Linked DNA regions of Capsicum annuum: region 1 is linked to region 2. The links are chromatin contacts, called in public Hi-C maps. All regions are on one chromosome and are shown on one strand. The core of a region is the stretch at or near the end of the contact, and the rest is flanking DNA. Distances in the headings are between cores, read along the strand shown. Region 1 overlaps LOC107840842 (putative methyltransferase C9orf114 homolog). Region 2 overlaps LOC107840876 (RAN GTPase-activating protein 2).

What was found. Hi-C and Micro-C count contacts between places; a contact is called where the count stands out from the background.
Region 1: a contact with region 2 is called in a Hi-C map of bud, with 4 times the contacts expected there. The contact joins two enhancer-like sites. A contact is called at or near these places in 4 of 5 Hi-C or Micro-C datasets (bud, leaf, pericarp and 1 more).

What each region holds. Positions count from the first base shown.
Region 1 is chr1:162,583,887-162,589,939 of UCD10Xv1.1, forward strand. LOC107840842 (putative methyltransferase C9orf114 homolog) reads right to left here. Exons shown (of 12, transcript XM_016684795.2): 11 at 5,627-5,704; 12 at 4,812-5,527. The coding sequence ends at 5,462. Among protein-coding and RNA genes, the nearest start is that of LOC124892474, 11 kb to the right of the region's middle. Within about 2 kb of position 4,060, at least 4 of the 5 cell types and tissues checked have an H3K27ac peak or open chromatin away from gene starts, as enhancers often do. A contact at or near this core is called in bud and leaf, where this site is marked.
Region 2 is chr1:162,477,377-162,483,744 of UCD10Xv1.1, forward strand. LOC107840876 (RAN GTPase-activating protein 2) reads left to right here. Exons shown (of 2, transcript XM_016684821.2): 2 at 408-2,340. The coding sequence starts at 418. The coding sequence ends at 2,067. It overlaps LOC107840867 (probable ATP-dependent DNA helicase CHR12), which reads right to left. Exons shown (of 12, transcript XM_016684810.2): 8 at 6,202-6,368; 9 at 5,669-5,876; 10 at 5,398-5,551; 11 at 4,440-5,045; 12 at 2,796-3,783. The coding sequence ends at 3,137. Among protein-coding and RNA genes, the nearest start is that of LOC107840876, 4.4 kb to the left of the region's middle. Within about 2 kb of position 2,680, at least 4 of the 5 cell types and tissues checked have an H3K27ac peak or open chromatin away from gene starts, as enhancers often do. A contact at or near this core is called in bud and leaf, where this site is marked.

The DNA.
Region 1 (6,053 bases), core at 2,810-5,309, 110 kb after region 2:
TGGTCTTTCTAATGCCACATATTTTCTTTTTCATTCCATTTTAAAGGTTACATTTTCTCCCTTCATATCTGCGAGTGAAATTTTTTTAGCTTATCCCCTTCATATGTCTTGAGTAAACACTATTCATATGTCATGTTTGCTTGCTTATTTTCACTCAAACCTGTAAAACAATCAAATGTTAGTTTTAGGAATCCAGATAAGCTTGAATTATTTCTTATGATCAGATGGATGAATCAAACTTCTTTTTTTCCAACTTCATAACAGGTTAGTAGACCTATTTCTTTTAACAGAATTGAGATCATTCTCTAGTCAGCTCTATGCTTTTACATACAAAACCTGTTGCAACTGAAAATTCAGTAGCGGGATGTTCAAGTTGTCCATAAATATAGCATAAACTCTCAGTAATAATTATTTTTTTATGAAAATCTAAACCCCCTTTTTCATTATTTGTCCTTCCATCTATCTTATTTATAATTTTGGAAGATTGAGTCCATTTATTTGCTCTTTTAAGATTCAATTTTAACTTAGACACTTTTAGATTCAGTTTTCTGACTTTTTTTTTTCACAAAAAATCATTTTTGCATTGCTTCAGTTCCGAGTCAGTTTTTTTTATTAATTTTCACTCTTGACTTCTTTTTTCAATAATTGACAATTTTAAGATTTCAGATTTTAGATCTAAGTTAGATGAATTAAGTTGACTGATTTGTTTCTTTAAGGAGCAGTTTTCTGTATCAGTGACATTTTTGCAGGTCTCAAGATTAATGTAATCAAACTTTAGACATACAAAAACACCGAATAACTAATCTTATTAGATGTTAGCTCATGAAAATCACCAATCAATGGATTCATCAAAGAAATTAGTCTTTTCTTAGAACAAAAATGCAATTTATTTTTAAGATCAAGTAGTCTTAGCTCAGATTTTACTTCTTCTTTCAAATCAGAATCACCTATTGCCATGAGTTTTGTTTCATCAACTTCATCATTATATTCTTTTGATTTTGATCCTCATGTCACCATCATAACAAAGGATTCTTTCTTTTTGGAGTCCGATTTTTCTTTTATCTTCAACTTTTTTTCAGCTTTTTATTTTTTCGCTCATTTTTTCACAATGAACAATCTTTGATCGTGTAATCTATATTTGCACACTTGAAGCAATTATCTTGAGACTTGTAGTTGGATCAATACCTACTACTTGTTCCTTTCCTGTTCTGTTGCTTTTCTTTCTTAAAACACCTTTTGAAGTTCTTGATAAGCTTTCTAACATTCAGATTTGGTTCTTCACTGTCAGGATCTTTTAATGCTAGTGACCTATCCTTAGTTCCTTCATTTTTCACGAAGGTCTTCATGTTCTTTTCATACATGTACACAAGAGTGTCCCAAATTTATTTTGTTGTGGTACAATCGAGATCATATTGTATTCATCTGGTCCAAATCCGCAAATAAGAATGTACTTAGCTATTTTATTCTTTTCAAACATCTTAAAGTCATCCGCATTATACTCATCATTTTCTTTTAGTACATCCTTATTTTCAGCATCCTTTTTCATATGGTACTAAGGTCCATTAATGACCCTATTCCAGAGTTCATAGTCCATAGCTTGCAAAAAACTTTTTCTTTCTTTCCACCTTAAGTTGAATTTTTATTGAATAATAAATGTCAGTTGATGTCTTGGCCCTCATCGTGTCTGAGTGGAGGTGCAAAATTTATTTTGATCTTATCTTAAGGTGTTAGCTTTCACAAGATAACCCGCTCTGATAACAATTTATATTTCTGCATGTACTAATAACTCACATGAGTTATGCCTTATTTTCACCTACGGATGATCAGGTTGCCTATTGTTCCAGCAAAAACATTAAAAATAGTAAATAGTGAACGCGATAATTTTACATGAAAAACACTTAGCTCACAAAAGGTGTAAAAAAATTACGACCTGTACCTCTATAGGATTTAACCCCAACTTCACTATAGTGAACCTCGGAATAAAAGATTACAAACTGTGTAATCCAAGAAATTATAAACTCTAATTTCAAATATTCAACAATCTCCCAAATCATTGAAACCCACTTAATGTTTCACCACTTGAAAATCAGATTACAAAACTCTAGCAAACCTAGGAACTAACTTTTATTCCTAAAAACACACAAACCTTCTAGGGTTTATTTTCTCAAGTCTTCAAGTTATCCAAACTTGAAAACTAGACTCCTAAATTAGTTTATAACACAATGCACTAAGAAAGCATGAAAATTACAACTCAATAAACTTCGTAATACATAATAACTAGAATAGAAGACTGTTAGACACGTAGATGAAATATGTTCTTCAATCCGGTTTACTGTATTAGGCTGCACTTCATTAAGTATGTAGAACTTTCTCAAAAATTATTCTTGCTTATTTGCTTGTATTCTACCTTATTTCTGTCTCTGCAGATGAGGAAAATATTTATGAGTAAGATGCCAAAGTATTCCATTTGATACCAACGTTCAAAAGGTTATAAATGATATGGATGAAAAATGCCATCAAAGGCAATGAATGTTAATAAATAAAATTGGATGTTGGCAACAATCTCTTCTTGACCAAAAAATTGAAGTCGACAACAATAATATTTTGATCACAATTAATATTTCTTTGGAGATAATTAAATATTTATTATTTCTGAAATACCCAACACTTTTAGTATTAGAGAAATTAATATTTTATAATATGATTGAGAAGAATTTAACCAGAGCAATATTGACAATAAAAGATCATTCAATCAGAAGGCCAAGAGATAATCTCGGCATAAAAGTGAGTTAAAATTATATATCTGGTAGATTTTTTAACTTTTAAGCTAATAATGTTGACACTATTTATACCAGAATTATGATGTTATTTTTGCATCACCCTCTATGTGAATCATAGCCCTGGACTACTAATGCAACAAATGTGTGCCATTCTCCAAGGCTTTTCTCCAACTGTCTTTAAAAAAACGAAGGTTAGTTAAAAAAAAATATCCCCAAATTTACCTAATTTAAATCAAATAAATATTTTATATTATTATGTATATCCTATTTTTAATCCGATAAACCCAAAACATACCAATAAAAGTAAATCCATTATATAATTCCATCTTCCTTTAATCATAATATTATAAATGACATGATATATAAATGTGTCCTTTAACTTGATCTCAACGGATAGTTATGTCCTCCGACTTTAAATATGCATAAATAGACCTTTAAACTTGTATAAAGTTAAATAAGTAGACACATGTATCCGACATGACATTTCACATGAGACACCATGTAGGACACATTTATCTACTTATTCAACTTTATGCAAATTTAAAGGCCTATTTATGCACATTTCAAATTAAAAGATATAACTTTCTGTTGAAGTCAAGTTAAAAAACATGATTATCTATTGAAACACTATAATTCCCCTGTTATGATCCTAGAATAATTTCACAAACCAAATGACCACCTAAGAGTTCATATTAGAGAAGAATATCCATTACTTAGTCCCATCTTTATTAAATACTCATATTATAATCCCCTCTTTGTTAAGGGCAAAAGATGTAACTGTAATTGATGATGTGTCAAAGTACCACCAAAATTCTACTCACTCCGTCTCAATTCAAGTGTGTTAATTAGACGGAGCATGAAGATTAAGAATTACCACCAAATCTAGCGGTCTTAAAGAAAGATGCACTCTTTTTTGACAAATCAAAAATAAAAATAAGAAACTTAAATTGAAACAAAGGAGTATTTATGAGGCTTGATAATTTCCGTTTGAATCAAAACTCCCATCAGTTTATGTAAAGGGAAAAAGGTCAAAAATACCCTGTACTTTGAAAAATTGATCAATTTTACCCTCAATCATACTTTGGGGTCATATATACCCCATCGTTATGAAAGTTTATATATGTGCCCTTCAACTAACGGAATAGCCCAAATAACACTAACTGACCCGTTTTTAAATAAAACCCAAACCTGACCCGACCGATCCATCAAAAGGACCCAAGCATTGTACATATTTCACTATTTTCTTTCCATAGGTTGCTGCGTATTCAGATGGCCAAGTGAAAGTGTTTGAGCTCCTAGATCCATTTGAATTGACAAATTGACAGCTGCAGGTGTCTGTCTAGAGTCTGCTCCTTCTTCGACTTTCTGCCTCATGAGCCATGTTTTTCCAATTTGGTCATTTATGTCGCTTATCTCTATGGAAAAGTACTTGTTCTATCCGAACTCTGAAATTGACCATTACAGATAACGTTTTGAACTCTCCTGACTATATATCTTATAGTTGACACATTATGGATGTTACTAAAAAATGCAGAGATTAACTTTTAGTCTTTTTTTTTGTAGGCTGAATTTCAGAATGTTAATGGATCTGTATCTAAATTTGGAAATGTTTCATGCAAATTAGCTTCTATTGCTTGGAATCCCTTAAAAGAACTCCAGCAATCAAGCTTTGTTTTGGGTTTTAATTCTGATGTTCCACAACTGAACTCCTCCAAGGTATGGCGAGTTCCTTTCTTAATGTTTACTTCAAGAGTACCGTTCTAAAATCCTTAATTGGTTGTATTTGTATATTCTTTCTTCATTAGCTAAATCTTGGCAGTGAATTTGTTACATTCTGCTTCTTGTTGATTATGATAAGGTTAAGCAAGTTATGCAACTTACATATATTTATTTGACATTCATAAAGTCGGAAGATGTATAATGCTTGGGTCCTTTTGATGGGTGGGTCGGGTTGGATTTAATTTTTTAAAAAAAACAGGTCAATTAATGTTATTTGGGCTATTTCGATAGTTGAAGGACACATATATAAACTTTCATAACAGCAGGAGTATATATGACCCCAAATAATGACTGAGGGTAAAGTTGACCAATTTTTCAAAATACAGGAGTATTTTTGACCCTTTTCCCTTGTATAAAAGACAAGAATCTATAGAATGGAAGCCATCACGAGGCTTATAATACTAGAGGTACAAAATAAAAAAGTAGTCAATAGGTTCAGTTGAACCTGAAGACTGACACCCAGCCGATCAAACTCCAACGTTCAAACTTCTAATGATTGTTCCACCTCCCATTTGTTAGGTTTATGTCAAAATGGAGTACAGAAAAGGAAACAAAAGAAGAAACTCAGTTATGTGCGAACTATGGTGAGGACAAGTAACAGAACTTGAGGACTGTCCAACTTTGGGAGGGCAAGAATTTTGATTCAGGTGACATTGCCAGAGTACTTATAGCAGCACCGGCAGAAGAGTACATACAATCAGGTCAATTTTCCTTGACGCATTCAAAACCAACTCATGGTGCAATAACCTCGAGTTCCTCAAACCAGGAGGTGCCAACACCAGCTGCAATACCTTGTGATTTTCTCGCTTTGAAATGTCTTCAATATCTGAGCATAGAAGAGGTCATACAGCCGACTTCACATGTATCCTGGGTTCTTGAAGCAGTTGGTAACTTCCAAGGTCCTAAAACTTCTGCAGGACACTGTTGATTGGCTCTTGTAAGTATTGTAGAGAAATGAAGATGGCTTCCTGCTAGCAGAAAAGGTTGGAATGAAGTACAATAAGTCGACACCTCACTGGTGGCAAAAGAGTTGCCTGACACATATAAAAAAGCCAGAGAATAAGTACCTCTGTTCGAATTGTCCTGCTTCCTTGATGTGGACATGTATTCAAATATAAATCAAATACCTCCTTCGCACTTTTCCCCTATGCAGAAGAAGATCAAAGTCAGTGGCAGCTCATCTGCTTCTACCCCCACTACACAGTTATAATTCTATTACTAGAATTCTAGCAGTTAATGTCATGGAATTATCAGAATGATTGAATGTGGCCTCTTAACTATATATACATGCTCCAAGTTGATCCGAGGATAAATAAGAGGACACGTGACTTGGGAGATGGTCACAGAAACTACCACTTGCCACCAAAAATGTTTCTACTTCATGAAGCTAAAAGATATCATTTAGAAAAATCTAAACAAAGCAACACCCATATACTTTACAACCACAACAACATACCCAGTGTATTCCCACAAAGACCCCAACAAAGACCCCAA
Region 2 (6,368 bases), core at 1,430-3,929:
TTGACACCTGCTTGGTGTTTTGCGATGAAATATTGACTTGTCAAAAAAATGTATCTCATTTCTCTATGAGGAAGAAGTTGACCTCTTGAAATTTGATTTCCCTATGATTTATATTTAGTTTGTTTTATGTTGAAGTAATCTCGTGCCTTGAGCCGGGGGTCTATCGGAAACAGCCTTTCTACTTCATCAGAGGTAGAGGTATGGACTGCGTACATCTTACCCCCCCCCAGACCCCACTAGGTGGGAATACACTGGGTTTGTTGTTGTTGTTGTTGTTATGTTGAAGTAGGTTTGCACAAACTTAACTGCCAGAGATGAATCTTGTTAGTAGTTATATGTCTTGAAAGCTAATTACTTTATTTTTCTATAGAAACTGAGGCATGTTCCACTATATTCCTTGATTCTAGGTTTCCTCCAATGGATGCCACAATATTGAATTCTCAGCGAAGACCATTTTCAATTAAACTGTGGCCTCCAAGTGAGAACACAAGAAAAATGCTGGTTGAAAGAATGACGAACAATCTTTCTAGTCCAACCATTTTCACCCGCAAGTACCGCTGTCTATCCAAGGAAGATGCTGCCACAAGTGCTGAACAAATTGAACATGCAGCTTTTACCGTTTCTAGTCAACATTATGAGAAGGAGCCTGACGGTGATGGGAGTTCTGCTGTGCAACTTTATGCCAAGGAATGCAGCAAGCTTATCCTGGAACTTCTAAAACAGATGCCCAGATCAGAGCACGAGGAGATTTCATTTTCCGAGGTTATTCCTACTGTTCAGGAAACCTTTTTCGATATCTCAAAAGGAAAAAGGGCTTTTATTGAAGCGGAAGAGGCTCAAGAACTTTTAAAGCCATTAAAAGAGTCTGGAAACTCTTTCAGCAAAATTTGTTTCAGCAATAGAAGCTTTGGTGTAAATGCAGCACGTATTGCAGGCCCTATCTTGGCATCCTTGAAGGATCAGTTGAAGGAAGTTGATTTGTCAGATTTTGTTGCTGGAAGAAATGAGGCAGAAGCACTTGATGTCATGAATATATTCTCAGAAGCTCTGGAAGATTCTAACTTGAAGTTTCTGAATCTCTCTGATAATGCTCTGGGTGAGAAGGGAGTTAGAGCATTTGGAAAGCTCCTTCAGTCTCAAACCAACTTGGAAGAACTATTTTTGATGAATGATGGGATCTCACAGGAAGCTGCAAGGGCTGTTAGCGAGCTAGTTCCTTCCACCGAGAAGCTTAAGGTTCTTCATTTTCATAATAATATGACAGGTGATGAAGGAGCTGTCGCAATTGCGGAAATTGTGAAGCGCTCCCCTTTATTGGAAGATTTCAGGTGCTCTTCTACCAGGGTAGGCTCTGAAGGAGGGATTGCCTTGTGTGAAGCACTTGGGATGTGCTCCCATTTGAAGAAGCTTGATTTGCGGGACAATATGTTTGGTCCAGAAGCTGGTCTAGTGTTGAGTAAGGCACTCAGCAAACATGAAAATCTCACAGAAGTTTACCTGAGCTACCTTAATTTAGAGGATGAAGGAGCAATTGCCATAGCTAACGCTCTTAAAGACGCAGCCCCTTCACTTGGTGTCTTGGAGATGGCAGGTAATGATATAACTGCTGAAGCTGCTCCAGCAATAGCTTCTTGTATAGCTGCAAAGCAGCTTCTTTCCAAGCTAAGCTTTGCTGAGAATGAACTCAAGGATGAAGGTGCAATTCAGATTGCTAAGGGTCTGCAAGGACACAACCATCTGATTGAAGTTGATATGACCTGCACTGGTATAAGGAGGGCTGGGGCTAGAGTGCTGGCTCAAACCGTACTGCTCAAAGATGAGTTTAAATCACTAAATGTGAATGGGAACTTCATCTCAGAGGAAGGAGTTGATGAGTTGAAAGAGATCTTTAAGAAATCTCCTGAAATGCTTGCATCCCTGGAAGATAATGACCCGGAAGGAGAAGACGAGGATGAGGATGAGGAGGAATCTGGAGATGAGGGTAAAGATGAGGATGAACTAGAATCAAAACTCAAAATCCTGGACGTCAAGAAAGAGGAAAGTCTTGACGCACCAGATAGCAATTAGAATCCGCTACTTGATAACTTCTGCATGTTGCAGTTTTGGTTTTACCATTTTGCTTGCCAAGCTGGCCATATTATGTTCCTCCAGCAAGTGCTCTAACTTAAAGTTCCATCAGTCATTTAAATTTGATGGAATGAGCTGTTACCTTATTGGTCAAGTTAGGTCTAGCTGAATTATGTAGGGTACGGGTGAGAACTACTTATTTTGAATTTTTTTGTGTTATGTAGACTTGATGATCTCCTGTCTTTTTATTCCCATGATGCATTTGACTTGCTATATTTTATAGGAGAACTAAATACATGTGCCAGCTTTCGTCGCTTGTGAGTTGTGTTTTTTCAAAATTACTTCGCCAATAATCAAACAAGAAAGCTTGTTATTGCTGATGTCCTTTTTGCCGGCGACATTTTTCAAAAGCTACTTTCATTTGAAAACTGTTACAAATTTTTCCTAAAGAACGCTTATTTCCATTATATCCACATCTGTTTGTGATTCTAATCTTTTGGTGCCAACGGATTATCTAGTTAGAAAGTCGAGTGAAACTGCTTTCACTCAAGTTCTGCAAGCGTGTGGTTCAAGGCCCTGATTTTTCCCTTAGAATCAATCAAAAACTCATATTAGTCCTTTTTAAATTCTATTGGCAAGCACTGCATACAATGCCCCATTCTGGGTCGGTGAAACACCCAATAGCAGGTACAGGGATACTTTGTCCTTCGAAATAGTTAACTAGCTCGTAACATCAACTTGAGAATATATTATGCATGGTTGCCAAGTTGCTGAAACTTGATCCAGCATTAACTCCAAATAAGAATAATTGAGAATTGTAGCAAAAAAGAGATAATGGTACACCAGTTGATATCTCTAATTTCCCCACTACTGCACAATCAATAGTAGCAAATGCAAAACCTAAAAATTATGAGATGCTAATATACATGTAAGACACCGAGCCGAACAGATGACTAGACCCATAGTTAGCTCTGATATGCTCATAGCCAAAGCTGTATTCTTTCAAAGTTTCCCCTATATTCACTAATGGCTTCACTGACCAAAATAATTCCTAGGTGAAAGGGCAACTTCAGGATACTAAGCTTGATCTCTTCCTCCTGTGGGCCTTCCACGATAATCCGTCCACACTACTGCCAGACAAGTCGTGATAATTGTTTCTCATGGAACTTGCACTCTCGGATTTGAACCTTTTGGGAGTTGCTCCAAAGGTATCTTCACTTGTTCCCTCGCTCACCAAAGACACAGTTTCCGGCTTCCAGTCCGGTCTGTTCCTCTCCACTTCAGCATTGCCACTTGGCAATTCACCATTTGAGACTGACTGATGGTCCCTGTTCCTACCTTTACCTGATTGATTAAAGAAATCATCTCCATTCTCCACAGCCTTCATCCACTGTATATCACTTAAAGAATCGGCATAAACCACTTCTTTTCTACGTCGCTTTCCAGTGAGGTTAGCACTTTCATATAAAAACCCTTTTCCCTTTGCATTGGAGTCAGGTGTATTATAAACCCAATCTGGTACCTCGTGATCTTCCATGAGACGAGATCTGTAACGCTCTTTTTGCCTTCTCTCCTCATCCATTTTCTCAAACAGCCAAAATTCCTCATCAGAGCGGGCTGCAAGACGATTAATCTCTCTTTCAGTTGGCACATCTGTTCCAAGGGTGCTTGTACCTTTACGCATGATCTCTTCCAACATCTCCCTCCTTTCTTGAGCTGCATGAACAAATAATGTCAAGCTGGAATTCATTATGAACAGGATCGAGAAGTATGACCATGGATAGAAACATCAGTCAACATTCACAACACTAACCATGGATAGAAACATCAGTCAACATTCACAACACTAACCATGGATAGAAACATCAGTCAACATTCACAACACTAACATGTTGCAAGTACACAGGTGGAACTTGGTAAAAGCATGCTTGATTCATGTCAACAAAAGAGATTAGTACTAACATGTTGAAAGCACATGTAAAACTTGGTACATGCAATTTTTTCTTATAATCCAACCTGATTTGTCCGGTCAACCTTTAAAGCAAATAAAGAACTGGTGCATAACTATTACTCCCTCCATCCCATTTTATATTGCATCCTTTGACTTGGCACGGTGTTCAAGAAAAAAGGAAGACTTTTGAAACTTGTGGTCTAAAACAATCCTAAGATATTTGTGTGGCTGTAAATCATTTCATTAAGGGTAAAAGAAAATTTTTAAAGTTAAATTGTTTCTAATTATAGTAAGGTAACATTCTTTTTGGATTGAGACGGAAGGAGTATGTAATTTGTTTCTTACCATAAGTAAAATAAAGAAGGCTTTGGCTTGGAGGTGTGGAGTGCTCTCTAAAAACACAATTGTGTACATGACAAACCTGTAGATGTTGTATTGAACAAGCCAGCCTGGATGACCTTAGCATCAATGCCCATCTTCTGTTTTGCACGCTCTAATATAACCTCTTCAATTGATCCAACACTGACCAGCACAAAAACCCGAACTTCTTTTTTTTGCCCAATCCGATGTGCCCTATCTTCTGCCTGCTGGTCCATTTGAGGGTTCCAGTCACTGTCAAAAATTATCACAGTATCTGCTGTTTGCAAATTCAGACCGAGTCCTCCGGCACGAGTACTCAAAAGAAACATAAAGTAAGGAGAGTCAGGAGCATTAAATTGCTTTAGCAAAGTCCCTCGTTCCTCTGTTTTGGTTGAGCCATCAAGTCTAAGATACTTGAAGTGATGAGCGTGCAGATAGACTTCAAGAATGTCCATGAGGCGGGTCATTTGTGAGAAGAGGAGGACCCTGTGCCCAGCTTTGTGAAGTTTGGGTAGTAAACGATCAAGAAGCTCAAATTTTCCAGACGCTCTGACTATTTCTTCCTTTTTTTCACGAATATTATAATCACTCACAAATAGGTACGGGTGATTACAACATTTCCTTAGTTGCATGGAGAGATTCTGCAGACTCTTAGACTTCCCAGTTCCTGCAAAGTCACATTGTCAGCAAATTTATTCTGTTTGGCTAATATCAGTCCCCATAGATTGCGGCTTTTGAGAAAAGACTTATCAGGAGCGCAAAAAAACAAAAAAGAGCACGAGTTGTATAAGGTGTCATTGAGGATGTAGATTTCAGAGAAATCGATCTGTAGAGGCCCGAGAAGGGGGAAGGGAGGGAGGAGGGAGACGGGGAGTACAAAACAGTAACAGTTGATTATCCCCTCCCCTCCCCATAAAAAATCCATACCCCCCACCCAAAACCCAATTTTTATTTAAGTCGACCACGTATAACTGGAATGAATTAAAGGCAATACTTTCTGGAGGGCAGCTACTACTCACCAGAATCTAATCCAACCCTCCCAACATCCGTGACCTGCTGGTAGAATACTCTCTGCCATGCAGACATATCACATTTAAGAACAACTTGTGTTTTTCCAGGGAGAAATTTCTCCACTTCATCCTTCTTCCTCCTCAATATAAATGGCCTTATCACCTAAAAGCAGTCAAAAGCATTAAATAAGGGAAGTAAAAGGTGCATCTGTAAAGGTGCAATAAATACTAAATAGGCATGACAGAAGTGTATATTAGTGATTAATAAACCAAGACCTACATGGTGCAACCGGCGAATAACCAATAGTTCCTCTTCATCAGTTAGAGAAACATCACACTTGTCCGCAAAGGGGGCATTAAACCACTCCTCAAAATTCTCCACTGAATTGAAGATGTTTGGAAGAAGAAAATTGAGAAGAGACCACAACTCCTGTAAGCTGTTTTGGATTGGGGTACCCGTCAATAGGAGTCTCCGTCGAATCCGATAGCTGCAAATATCACAAAACTCAATCAGAGAATGATACCAGCATCTGACATTTTTTCCTTGGAAAATTGAACTGCCAAGAATAATGATCTCCAGATTTTGACATAATCCACAATTATTTTTTTAGATAAAACAAATTACTCATTCAATTATGTGCCAGTGTGTTGAATATACCTTCATCAGCAAAAGTGAGTGCAAAAAGTAAACTGAGGAGCAAAGCCAAAACTCATAAAGAAGAAGATTATCATCATAAGCTATTAGTTGTCCCCTTTTTGGTTAACATTCTTATACATTAGCAACTTGACAAACAAAAACTACATCTCACATACCCTGACACGAGTGTCCGTGCAAGAGCACACTCATGATTTTTCAATCTATGCCCTTCATCAATTATCAGATAGTGCCAATGAATTTTCTTCAGAAATGCTTTGTCTCTCATAATAAGATCATAATGCGTGATCAGCACACTGAACCTCCCCTCGCCCGACAACTCCTC